Linked DNA regions of Sus scrofa: region 2 is linked to region 1. Evidence: chromatin contacts called from public HiChIP or PLAC-seq data. All regions are on one chromosome and are shown on one strand. Each heading gives the region's core, a stretch centred on a gene start, on an enhancer-like site or on the middle of the called end of the contact. The rest is flanking DNA. Distances are from core to core; before and after follow the strand shown.

Region 1 (6,133 bases), core at 529-3,028:
ATAAGAGAAATGAGATCCTGGGTTTCTATAATATTTAGACTTGGAAGCAAAATTTCAGCACTTACCCATAAGCCACATCTTCTTTGCCTCTCACCTCAGGAGTTTATTTTCCTGGGAGCCGCTCTACCTGACCAGGAATTGGAGAGTAATGGACATGGTTGTCAGCGATAGCTTTGGTGGAGTAAGAGTAAGATGTCCTTGGATCATCTTTCTTAATCCTGAGGTGGAGAAATATCTGCTATTGTACTTAGTCCATTTTAAACTTTATTTTTGCAGTGCCATCGAAGCTTGGAACTAAAAGGAACCTTAGAGAAGTTCTTGTCTCCCTCTCCCCTAGGGAGACAAAAGTTAATCATCTGACAATACTACCATAACAAATCAGTAGCTTAAAACCATATACATAGTTTTGTATAAAACTTTGTGTTTTTCTCCAGTATCTCATCCAATACTTGAATATCCAATTCAGTTATCCTCAAACTTTTCCTACTGTAACAAATTGTTCATGTCAGTGAGAGAAGATAGATTATAGCAGGGAGCTGCAGCAGTGAATTTAAACTGAGAGAATCATGGATACTGCCCTCCCCTCCCCACCTACCCCCCACAAAATCACTGGGGTAGAAGCTGAGAGGGGAGAGTATGTGAAGTTTAATTCTGAAATTCTGATAAGCTCCAGTGAAGAATCACTTAGACAATAATTTTTGTTCTGTAATTTCACCCTCTGTCACTGAAATATCTCTCACTATTATTTCTACATAGAGGTGTAGAGTCAGCTATTAGTCATCTAGTCTGTATCCCCATCTAAACCATGAATTGGCTCTCTCACACTCCAGGTAGTTGGTCATTCAAACTTTTTACGTAAACGCTAGACTTAAACACTTGACGTGATGAGACTGTTACTTCCCAAAGGATTTTAGTCTATTATCGGGCAGTTCCCATTCTTCCTAGAGTCAAGCTAAAACTTGCAACCCTGTAATTTCTCACTCACTAGGAGGGCTGTGGTATTTCTCTTCCAAGTTTATTCTCCTCTAAGGTAAAAATCCCCAGTTCTTTCCACCGTTGCTCACGGTTTCAGGATCCCCATTCTAGTCACTTTCCTTTGAAACAATTTCCCTGTTATGTCTTTAAATGTGATAAGTAAAACTGAACTCAGGACTGCATTTGTGGGCCATGTCCTAACTTTCCTGCTACTGCCTGATTCTGCACTACCTTTTCTGATAGATCCTGCTTCTCTGTAATCCATTCCCTTCATAGCTGCCAAAGAAGAGTTTAAAGAAACTAGGTCATTTTTCTTCCCTATTTGAGGCCTTCTGATTACTTGTCATCGCTTGTAGAATAAAATATCCAAGCTTGCTTTCTTTTTTCTTTGCTTTTTTATTTTATTTTATTTTTTTAGAGCCACAGTGGTGGCATATGGAAGTTCCCAACCTAGGGGACGAATTGAAACTACAGCTGCCGGCCATAGCCACAGCAACACCAGATCCAAACCACATCTGCAACCTACACCACATCTTATGGCAATACCAGATCCCCAACCCTGTGAGCAAGGCCAAGGGTTGAACCCACATCCTCACAGATACTAGTTGGGTTCGTAACCCGCTGAGCTACAGCAGGAACTCCCCAGGCTTCCTTAACTCTTAAGACTCAACATGATCTTAACCCCAGCAAACTCTTTCCATCTCATCTGCTATCATTAAATTCTAGCCACACTCCCCTTGTGAATCGTTCAGTTCTCAAACTTGCAGTTCCTTCCTTGTATCTTCTTCCCTCTCTTCACATGACAAGCTCCTCCAATCTGAGGCTCAGAGCCAGTTCCTCTCCCCAGAGGCCTCTCTTTACTACCCACAAGAGGCTGTTCTTCAACCTCTCTCCCTCCTCAAGCTCATGGCCCCAACTGGCTTATTCAATTTTGAACCCCAGATACTTAGAAAAGCACCCTACCCTTAGTGGTCTTTCAATACATATTTGTGTAATAAGTGAGAAATGAGTGCTCAGACCCGGTCAAATACACTCTTATTTTCACTCATAGATTGCTATTAATATATCCTAAGACTGTTGAAGATGTCCCATTGTATATAGAGGGAGACCAGTGCAAGAACATTTCATTGTCAGCCTTTCTGGAACACAACATCAGATCCTGGCTGTATTTTGAAGGTAGCGACCACATGATTTACTTTCAGCCCAGAGTCGGGGAGTGAGAGAAACCAAGGGGTCAAGGATGAGTCCAGGGTTTTGGAGACATGGAGTCACCGCTACGGAAATGGGGAAGACTGTGGGGGGATTGGTGGAGGCATAGGGCGTGGAGTGTCAAGAGTCAGTTTGGAACGTGGTAGTTTAAGGCACTGGCGACCTTTAATTCACTGTGCTTCGGTTTCCTCAAAGATGAGGGGTTAATTAATCCTCATAAAATAATTGGAATAATTTAAAGAGTTAATGTATACAACTCAAAATAATAAAACAAGCAGAGAAAAATAAGTTGCCTAAGAATAGTCATTAGATCATAGAGCTTTTACCAAATCCTTTAGGCATTAGATATGAAAACCTGAGAGTGATTCATGAAGGTCTTTCCTGGTAGGATTTTAGACTGAATTGAAATGAGTTATCTTTGGTATAGGAAGGTTCTCAGTAGTTCAGTTGGAAATGAAGGTATTAATTCAGAATATCTGAAGACATCTGTCTCTTGGTAGAAATCTGCAACCATGAGAGCATTCCTCTCCCCACCCTGCAAAAGACTGTCTTTCATCCTATGACCTTTGGAACTTTTAGCTATAAACCAATTGAATCTCCACTATGTGTAGGGCAGAATGGCAGATTATGGAAAGGGAATACCTAAAAGATGGAATTTATAATGTTATAGTCTAGGGATCATTGTGAACATTTACCAGAGTTTACCATTCTAATCTTAACACAAGAAATGCATGGTTGGCATTATTGTATGAAAGTCCACGAGGTTCCTTACATGCTGATATGGAGTCTGAGCAGTGGAAAATTTGAAAGGGTTAATTTTAGAGGGACACAAGTGCTTGGTTTGAGCAGCATTTAGAAGTGTTCTTCACATAGAGACTTCCTTCTATATAGGCAAACTTTGAAATGCTTTCAGTGCATTTATTTGGCTTTATTGTTAGAGAAGAAATTTCACAGGTAAAATTATGGTCTTGAGAGTTGATAAGAGGCAATTAAACTTAATTTTTAAAAAGTTCTCAACAGGAGTTCCCATCGTGGTGCAGTAGAAATGAATCCGACTAGGAACCATGAGGTTGCGGGTTCAATCCCTGGCCTCGCTCAGTGGGTTAAGGATCTGGAGTTGCCGTGAGCTGTAGTGTAGGTCACCAGCGCAGCTTGGATCTGGTGTTGCTGTGGCTGTGGTGTAGGCCGGCGGCCACAGCTCTGATTAGACCCCTAGCCTGGGAATCTCCATATGTGGAGGGTGCGGCCCTAAAAAGCAAAAAAAAAAAAAAAGTTTTCAACAAATCTTATTTGATATCTTAATGTCACAGTTTCCTTTATATAGACTGTATAGTTATAGTCTCATTCTCTCGGTAACTTGTGATCCACTTAATAGAAGCTTCCTTAATACCCAGAATCTCTGGTGTTACTTTACATGTAAACAGTCATTTGAAGCCTAGTTATTCATAAATATATTTTCTATTCCAGAGTAAGTTTGAGAAAAGCTAAGGCTCACATCTATCTTGGTTTCAGTCAGAATAAGGTAAAGGTACCCAGTTGTACAACTTCCTCACTTTGATACGCTGAGTCAGTTTTTGCAGAAAGACTTCATTGTTGGTTTAAAGTACATTCCTGGCACACTGCACATACAGATATTTACCATAGGAATGACAACTAATAATTGTAGTTAATGTTTACTGTGCACTTGGTAAGTGCCAAGTTTTGCTTTAGGCCCTCTGCATGTATTAACTCTTAATAATCACAGCAGTCAAGCTGTACCAGTGTAACAGCTGAGGACCCTGAAGAGCAGAGAGGTGTTAATACTTTGTCCAAGGTCACAGAGATTCTAAGTTAGGGTTGGGTTTCAAAGCCAAACACTGTGGCTGCAGAACCTTGTTTTCAGCTCCTGTACCACACTACCTTCTTCCACAAATCAGAAGTTAGGGAAAATGTGATACAAAACACTTAAACAACTAGTTTCTTTTTTCATAAGTAAAATGCGCTATATAAGTAGATTACATATGTAATTTGTTTTAAGGCTAAAGTTTTAATTAATTATTTTTATTTCTCCATTTTCACAATGAAGTGTATTGTTGACCCTTCACTGGCAGGAGTTAAAGTGATTATAATAAATGTTAATTGTGATTTTTGTCTTCTTTCTTCCCAGTTTCATGGTTTTCTCCAAATGAAAATATCCTCATTGTTATTTTCCCAATTTTGGCTATACTTCTGTTCTGGGGACAGTTTGGTATTTTGAGTAAGTATTTATTTCTATTTTTCATTTATGTTTTGGTGGTTAAATAATTATTTCTGGGAGGCAGTATTAGTGAAATATTGTATTTAACCAGATTGTATTAAAAAGTATGTTAATGGGATAAATGAGACTATATAGTCAGTATTAATATTCTCCTTGAAGTCTATATTTACCCTCATAATTTGCAGCAGTTTACTTTTAATAGTCCTAAGAAGGTTTTTTTTTTTTAACTTCTTCAGAATGAATATTGGGACTCCTAATAATAACAATACTTTTAACTCAGCTGGTTTTAATGTTTTTTTTTTTAATTTTTTTTTGTCTTTTTTTTTTTTTTTTTTTTTTTGCTATTTCTTGGGCCACTCCCGCAGCATATGGAGGTTCCCAGGCTAGGGGTTGAATCAGAGCTGTAGCCACCGGCCTACACCAGAGCCACAGCAACGCTGGATCCAAGCCACGTCTGCAACCTACACCACCACTCACGGCAACGCCGGATCGTTAACCCACTGAGCAAGGGCAGGGATCGAACCCGCAACATCATGGTTCCTAGTCGAATTCGTTAACCACTGCGCCACGACGAGAACTCCGGTTTTAATGTTTACAGAGCATTTAACACACACACACTTCTCTTTAGTAGAGAAATGGTTACAGCCTACATTAATGTTAAGATAGGATGTTGTAGAAAGAGGATCGAGATGGCTCAGAAAGACCCTGAGCCCACCTCCTCCATGGAACACCAAAATTACAGCTACTTTTAGAGTAACTCTCTCAGAATGACCTAAAGACTAGTAGAGAAGACATTCTGAAACTAAAAATATAAAGAAGAAACCACAACCAGTTGAGTAGGAGGGGCAGATAGACATTCTAGTCAGGACCACACTTAAGGGTAAGTGGAAATAAAAATCACAACAGAGATCCTCCCCAAGGACTGAGGGGTCCAGTCTTATGTCAGGCTCCCCATTCTGAGGGTCCTAAACCAAGAATACAAGCACCCAGAATGTTTGACTTTGAAAAACAGCAGGACATCTCCTACATAAGGCTACTTCTATAACACTGAGAGATAAAATGGACCTACCTAATACATAAAAATAGACATAGTATTAGGAAGTATGAGGAGACAGAGGAGTATGTTTCAAATGAAAGACCAAGACTAAATCTCAAGGAGTTCCCGTCGTGGCGCAGTGGTTAACAAATCCGACTAGGAACCATGACATTGCGGGTTCGGTCCCTGCCCTTGCTCAGTGGGTTAACGATCCGGCATTGCCATGAGCTGTGGTGTAGGTTGCAGATGCAGCTCGGATCCCACGTTGCTGTGGCTCTGGCGTAAGCTGGTGGCTACAGCTCTGATTCGACCCCTAGCCTGGGAACCTCCATATGCTGCAGGAGCGGCCCAAGAAATAGCAAAAAAGACAAAAAAAAAAAAAAAAAAAAAAAAGATTAAATCTCAGAAGAAGAGCTAAATAAAACAGATAAGCAATCTACCTGCTAGTTGAAGGTAATGCTCATAAAGATGCTAACTGAACTCTGAAGAATGGATGAACACAGTGTGAACTTCAGCAAAGAGAGAATTAAAAAAAAGAAAAATCAGAGCTGAATAATACAACAATGGAAATGAAACATACATTAGAGAGCAGCAGTAGACTAGACAATACAGAAGGACAGATCAATGATCTGGAACACAGAGTACTGGAAGTCACTTAAATTGAATAGAAAGAAAGA
Region 2 (6,768 bases), core at 2,182-4,681, 150 kb after region 1:
AAGTCAAGGCTGGGCTCTCACTCTCAGGGTCCTGCTACTTGCGAGGGACTCAACTTGGATCAGAATGCTTCTGCTCCCAGGGGACCCAGTGCACCCGGGTGATGCTAGGAAAGTGCTCAACTTCCTCGTCACTTTAGAAACTGCTCAAGTTTCCCTGTGGCCCACAGCCTTACCACGCCTGATAGCAATAAAGCCAAGAAGCAAATGTTTCTGCCTGTGCCAAGAGAATAATGCTTGTGGAAAGGAAGATTGGATCAACAGCTCTATGTGTAAGAAGATGAGCAGCCGAATGTGATCAGGGACTAGAACATCGTTTTATTAAGAGGAAGTAGATGCCCTTGGTACTTGAAAACTCAAATTTGTTTCCTTAAGAAGTTTTCATTTTCCTTTGCCATGTACATCTGTCACCTACTTGCTGGTACTGATTTTTTTTTTTTTAAGAAAAAATTCAGTGTGTAACTAGGCTACAATGTGTGGGGTTTAATTAATGTTTGGGAAGTATTTTGAGTTGCTTTGATGAAAGACGTTGGCTGCCACTCGGGGCCTTATAGCACAATTTTCCTGGTGATTGTTAAGGTTTTAAAGGAAAATAAAAATTCAACTGGATCTGAAACACCGCTGATGGGTGAGTTTTTATTCAATAAGTTAAAGAAAATAGCACATTAACATCACCTAAGCACGTGAGTTTCTCTATAACACTGCTAAGCTATAACCCAACATATCTGCAGAAGAAAAAAAAAAGATAACAAAGCCCAGAAAAGTAGGTATCAGCTTCCCACCAGGAGATAATTGTTGCCAACTGAATGCCAATACAGGTTCCTGAAGGAAACGCCAATAAAATTACCAGGAGTCAGTACCTGGTGTTTTAGGAAATTTACGTGGGAAAGTTGAATATAGCTACTATCTGAGTCATTTGAGATCAGCAAGGAACAGAACATTTAAGCAGAGCCAAATGTGGGTATAGCAGACATAAACATCTATGTGCTTATGTATGCAAATTAGTATAAACATTTGATAGGCTTTCAAATTATTTTGAGCCGCTTTTCCTTCTCTCTGATGACACCGAAATGTCACAATCTCCAAGCTCTAACCCTTCTTCGAGCACGCCTCAGGGACTTTTGCAGAGTATACTTAACTCTTATTTGAAGCACAGTTCTAACAAGTTTGGTTAGCTGGTTTCTGAATCCAGGACATATTAGAAGCAAGAAACTAGATAAGAGAGGAGGGCCCTGACAGCACCAAAGAGAGATGCAGACACACTTTTCAGATATTTCGTCACCATCAATTCAGTCTGTATGATGTGCACCTGTCTACAAGGTCCGCCAGGTTGGCTGGGGAGCCATCTACCCAGTCAGTCAGCAATTCCGTAACTCCCTGTCGTCCACTCATATCCTCTGTGGGCACTGTCCTGTTATTCCTGGGAAATTCCTTGCTTCCTGGATTGGTGCCCTGTCAGTAAAATTTGGGGCAGGATACAGCCCACCCATCAGAGCATAGGTAGTGCCCAGTCAGTCAAGGGCACTGAGAGTAACCACTGAGCAGCTGTTACACGAGGATCCACTGCACATGGCTCTGAGCCTCACAGTTCAGGGCACTGATTTAAACTGTAGGCTCTGGGTTCAAATCCTATTTCCTAGCTGACTGCTAGGTAAGTAACCCTGCCCAGTTATTCATTCTTCCTGAGCCTCAGTTTTCTCTTCTGTAAAATGTGAATTATAATAGGACCTAACTCAAAAGGTTGTTAGAGGATCACACGAGATAATATCAGGAAAGAAAGCACTCGGAACCTTTCCCAAGCTTGATATACGAGACACTCTGAACTGGAAGAGACCTTAGCAGTCAGCTTAGCCTCACGCTTCATTTTAAAAATAAGGAAAATGGGTTCCGAAGAGGCTAAGTTCAACAGCCAAAAAATATTGGCAGAAAAGCAATCACATACCTAGTCTATACCAGGAACATCATACCTACCATCACTTTCGATCCTCGAAAAACACTGTGAGGTGTTTTTATCTCTGTTTCATGGAAGAAGAAAGCTCAGAGAGGTTCAGTAAGTGGCCAAAGGCCACACAGTATGCATTAGAACTGGGATGCAATCTGAGGTTTGCTTACCTCCAAAATTCATGTCTGTTTCTCTTTACTCTGTCTCAATGTAGCAGGCAGGATTCCTATCTTTTTAGTAACCTCTTTGACACCAGATATGAAATGCTTGAAACAGATCAGAACATGGAATTGCCTTGTGGCTCAGCAGGTTAAGGATCTGGGTTGTCACTTCAGTGGTTCTGGCTACAGCTGTAGTGCAGATTTGATCCTTTGATCCCTGACCCAGCAACTTCTACATTCTGTGGATGCAACCAAAACAACAACAACAAACAAAAAACAAACAACAACAAGAAGTCAGAACATTCCTGAATTTCTACATATGACTAGGAGAGATTGCATTGTATCCTAGGGGTGCTCAGTGGGGCAGTCAATTTTTAGCTGAAGTCCCAATATTAAAATGTTTCTTCCTGGCAAAGGCAGAGAAATATGGCTCTTTCCAAAGCCTTCATGCAGCAGAGAATGCTAATAGAGCAGAGGAACACAGACAGGGCATGGAGGCCATGGTCTGAGCAGACAGAGGCACAGTGCCACGTAAACAAACCCAGAAGAGGCATTTCTTGGCAATTAGAGGCAGTTATATGGAAGAAAGTATTGAGGGAGCCAATCTCCATAGAAATCAGCAGACAAAAGCTGTATCAAAGGGAAATATGAGAAATCACATTAGCGGAGATGGAGGAAAATCTCCAGGTAGTAGTAGCAGAGACAACCAGGGAGCCACCACCATTCTTGCACAGGCTGCCTGTGGCAAAAACAGTGAGGGAGCCAAAGCAAGGACCAGCAGAACCTGGGAGCAGGGGAGTCCTAACCCTATGTTAGCAGCCACTATTCCTCAGTCACAGGAGACCGGGAATGTTTACTGCTCCATAAGGTATCTTTTGCAGAGACAGATGTCATTGATTGCACAGGATCTGAAATTCAGACGGCTAGGTTTGAATCCCAGCTTCACCACTTGCCAGCTGGATGACCTTAGGCAAATTATCTAACCTCTCTGTGGACCTTAGCTTCCTCATTTACAAAATGGGGTCCAAAAACTGTACCCACATCATAGGACTATTAGGAGGATCAAATAAGTGAGTTAGTACATAGGTAGCACTTGGAATAATTCCTGCCGCATCAGGAACGAAATAGGAAGGAAGGGGGCAAAGCACAGGCGTGAAAAGAATGACAGTCATTAAAAAGAACAGGACACCACGAAAACCAGTTAGAATGTGCTAGACTCAAGATGGTGGAAGATTTGACTCCCTGTGGAGCTTGAGCCTCATTATACACTCACTGTAATACATTGGCAGTTATATGACACATCCACAGGCACCATGACAGTTGTGAGGTCAACCGGACAAGGCCAAAAAGTGGGTGGTTCCCCAGTTCCTGGAAATCCTCAACTCTTCTCCAAGATAGACCTTCCCTCTCACTCATCAGCATATGAAATTATCCAGCCCACATAAACTAAGCACCCAGACAACCCAGGGTGCTCTCACTTTCTCAGAGGACCCCCTGCCCTGAGGTTGCCTCCCTCACCTTCTGAGATAGACCACCCACCGTCTATGGAGCGTATATCTCTCTAAATAAACATGCTTCCACTTGGCACCCATCCCAGGGCCTCACTCGAGACCTAGGACATGACCACGAGCCCAATTTTTCCTGCAACAAGAGTTAAGCAAACTTTTTTTTTTTTTTTTTTTTTTCAGGGCCGCACCCACAGCATGGAAGTTCCCAGGCTAGGGATCGAATCAGATCTGCAGCTGCTGGCCTACACCACCACTACAGCAATGCAGGATCCTAGCCTTGTCTGTGACCTACACTGCAGCTCACAGCAATGCCGTATCCTTAACCCACTGAGCGAGGCCAGGGATCGGACCCATGTCTTCATGGATACTAGTCGGGATCATTATTGCTGAGCCGCCACAGGCACTCAGTAAATCTTACCTCAAAGGGTTGATTAGAGGATGAGGTAGGATTCGTGCCTGGCATAGAGTAAATAATCAAGGCTCACTTTTACTCTATATTTGTATGTATTTAGATCTCACAGGCTTGGGGCACATGTACTGTTGAATTCATAAAGTCCCAGGCTATGAGACTTGGTAGAGTTGTAGGTGGATATGTGGCCCGGGGAGACTCTACCATCAAGATTTGAGGACACAGAGAAGGCAGGCTCACTCCCCTCTGCCACCCACCCTGGTGAAGATTTCTGCCTGCTGCCTACAGTGTAACCCACCAATAGGAGATTACGCTGTGGTTTCTTTTTCTGATGCCACTGGTAATTAAAGGACAATAACCACAAAGCAGGCTTCAGCATTCTCTTCTGAAGAATCACATGGATTAAAGGCCACCACGGATCCTCTCTCATAAACCTCTTTGAAAATTCTCCCTAAGAGAGTAAGCGCTGACCTGCTGCGGAAGAAAGAGGGGGACCCTGCACAATACTAGCCAAAGGCACTTTATTTTAAAGATCATAATTGATCCTAATGGGCAAAAGCTGAAAAAAGTGAGATTCTTAAAAGTAGCCCGAAAACACACTGTCTTTGCTCCAGTCAATTGAGATTCGGAACGAGATTCATCCAAAGGCCACCCTCCGACTGGTGATTTACATGGTCTGAGTTAAATAATAAAAACAGCAACAGGGAAGCTCAATGGAAAAAAAAAAAATTGCTTTCTCTGCTGCCTCAACGAGAGAGGGGAGAGCTAAGCAATATGATCCCCAGAGAAAGTAGGAGAATGTGGGTTGCCTGTTGAGGGGGTTGGGGAGGAGAAACAGGTGAATTTGGCTTCGACTTAACGCAAGAGGTATTGAAATTATCAAGAAGCAAAGGAAGCCGTGGCAGCCTGAGGTCCATGAGGAATAAAGTGATATGCAACCCTGTAGAAAATAAGACGCCAGTATAAGGTGTGCTGTTTCTGATGAGCACTTTAAACCTACTGCACCACAGGTCCAAAGGCAAAGCACTTGTGATACTAAATAACCTACATTTAAAACATCCAGTGTGGAGTGTCTTTTACTTTAAAAGAAGCAGGTTCACGTTCCCGGGCTGTGTTTAGATGCCTATGTGATTGCTTTGGTCTTGGCGAGTGACACCACCAGACCGGTTGATGCTCCTGACCCAAATCAGATGAGATCAACTCCTTGGTGAAACCCCTCTTTGGGGTTGAGGCACACATGTTTCTCAGAACTTTCACACACGTTGAAACAGTGCATGGCCAGCCAGACAGTCAACCGATTCAGATAGGCAATTTACAAATCCCTCTAGAAGATTCCACAGGGTACAGTCTGGCTCTAGTGGAAACCTAATTTAAAGTGATTCCCAGATGACCAGCCTGGAGCCATTCTGTCCTGAATACAGAGAACCCCGGGGGTTGTGTGTCTTTCTTCTGACATGACTATCAGCCACTTTGATTCCTCCTGGCAAGAGAAGTAGAACTGAAATTTGTGCAAATCCTCCTTTCCACATAATGAAGCATTCCATAAACGGAACATCTCAGGACTCAATTATAAAGGCCAAATTGCTATTTTACTCACTAAGATAAATAGCTCTGGTCTCATCAATCTTGCCCTTTGTAATTTACTTTATCTCCTAGACAACTCACAGTAACTCCGCCAGGAAAGTATTTGTTCCAGTCAGGGATCTGTTGGTCACAGGTAACAGAAACTCAGTTCAGCCCAAGAAAACACGGAGGAACAGGGGTAGGGTGGTTATTGTAAAGTTGTAGCACAGTCCCACGGGAATCTAGAAAAATTAGGTCTCAGGACTGACAAAAGTGAGGGGCCCAGAGACCTGTCACTCTCTACTTCCCTCCCTTGAGTCAAGTGCCCACTGGTCTGAGCATTTAGAGTCAGAATCAAGAGGTTAGATGACGATGCCCAATTATCAGGGCTAAGAGGCAGCTTGCCAGAGGAGAGGGATCAAGCAAAGCATGACCCCCAAATGATTCTGGCACAGCCTTATTCTCTCCATTTGTGGCAGAAGGAAACTGAGGCCCAGAAAGGTTAGGAGGGCTTAGTCATAGAGTTAGCAAGTGGCTCCAGGCTTTCGGAGGGCTTGGGTGCTGTAATCAGATAGATCTGAGCTGAAATCCTATAGTTCGCTTGCTGTTGGACTCTAACAGTTTATTTAATCTTTTTTTTTTTTTTTTTGCCTTTTCTTTTTAGGGCCACACCTGCAGCATATGAAGTTCCCAGGCTAGGGGTCGAAGAGGAGCTGCAGCTGCAGGCCTATGCCACAGCCACAGCAACGCAGGATCAGAGCTGCATCTGTGATCTATGCCACAGCTTGTGGCACCACTGGATACTTAACCCACTGAGTGAGGCCAGAGATAGAACCTGCATCTTCATGGATACTAGTCAGGTTCTTAACCCGCTGAGCCACAATAGGAAATCCCTATTTAATGATTTTGTGCCTCAATTTCCTCACCATCAAAATAGGCTCATGTCAAAGGTTTATTTTTAGGATTAAACTAAATGAGATAATCAATTTAACCCATAGAATTTAGTGCCTGGAATAGAGCAACAGGCAAAAAAATGATACTAGCCTTTCTCTCACCACTGAAACCATGCCCTAAGCTGTACCAGGGTTACCACCGAATGTGATGGGTCTTTTGTGGTCCTTGCTCCAAGTCTACTTGCTGCCACTCCCAACTTTCAGCTCCACAGAGACCAAGTCTCATTCCTCTTGC

The links. HiChIP or PLAC-seq counts read pairs in DNA pulled down with a chosen protein or histone mark.
Region 2: an H3K27ac HiChIP or PLAC-seq map of alveolar macrophages shows a contact between it and region 1. The contact joins two enhancer-like sites. A contact is called at or near these places in 7 of 47 Hi-C or Micro-C datasets (blood, embryonic fibroblasts, fetal heart ventricle and 3 more) and 2 of 2 datasets of contacts at active chromatin or transcription factors (alveolar macrophages and skeletal muscle).

The regions. Positions count from the first base shown.
Region 1 is chr13:151,447,248-151,453,380 of Sscrofa11.1, forward strand. It overlaps CD47 (CD47 molecule), which reads left to right. Exons shown (of 9, transcript NM_213982.1): 3 at 4,331-4,420. Among named protein-coding and RNA genes, the nearest start is that of CD47, 21 kb to the left of the region's middle. Within about 2 kb of position 1,779, at least 3 of the 83 cell types and tissues checked have an H3K27ac peak or open chromatin away from gene starts, as enhancers often do. A contact at or near this core is called in alveolar macrophages, where this site is marked.
Region 2 is chr13:151,592,225-151,598,992 of Sscrofa11.1, forward strand. No RefSeq gene overlaps it. Among named protein-coding and RNA genes, the nearest start is that of CD47, 170 kb to the left of the region's middle. Within about 2 kb of position 3,432, at least 2 of the 83 cell types and tissues checked have an H3K27ac peak or open chromatin away from gene starts, as enhancers often do. A contact at or near this core is called in alveolar macrophages, where this site is marked.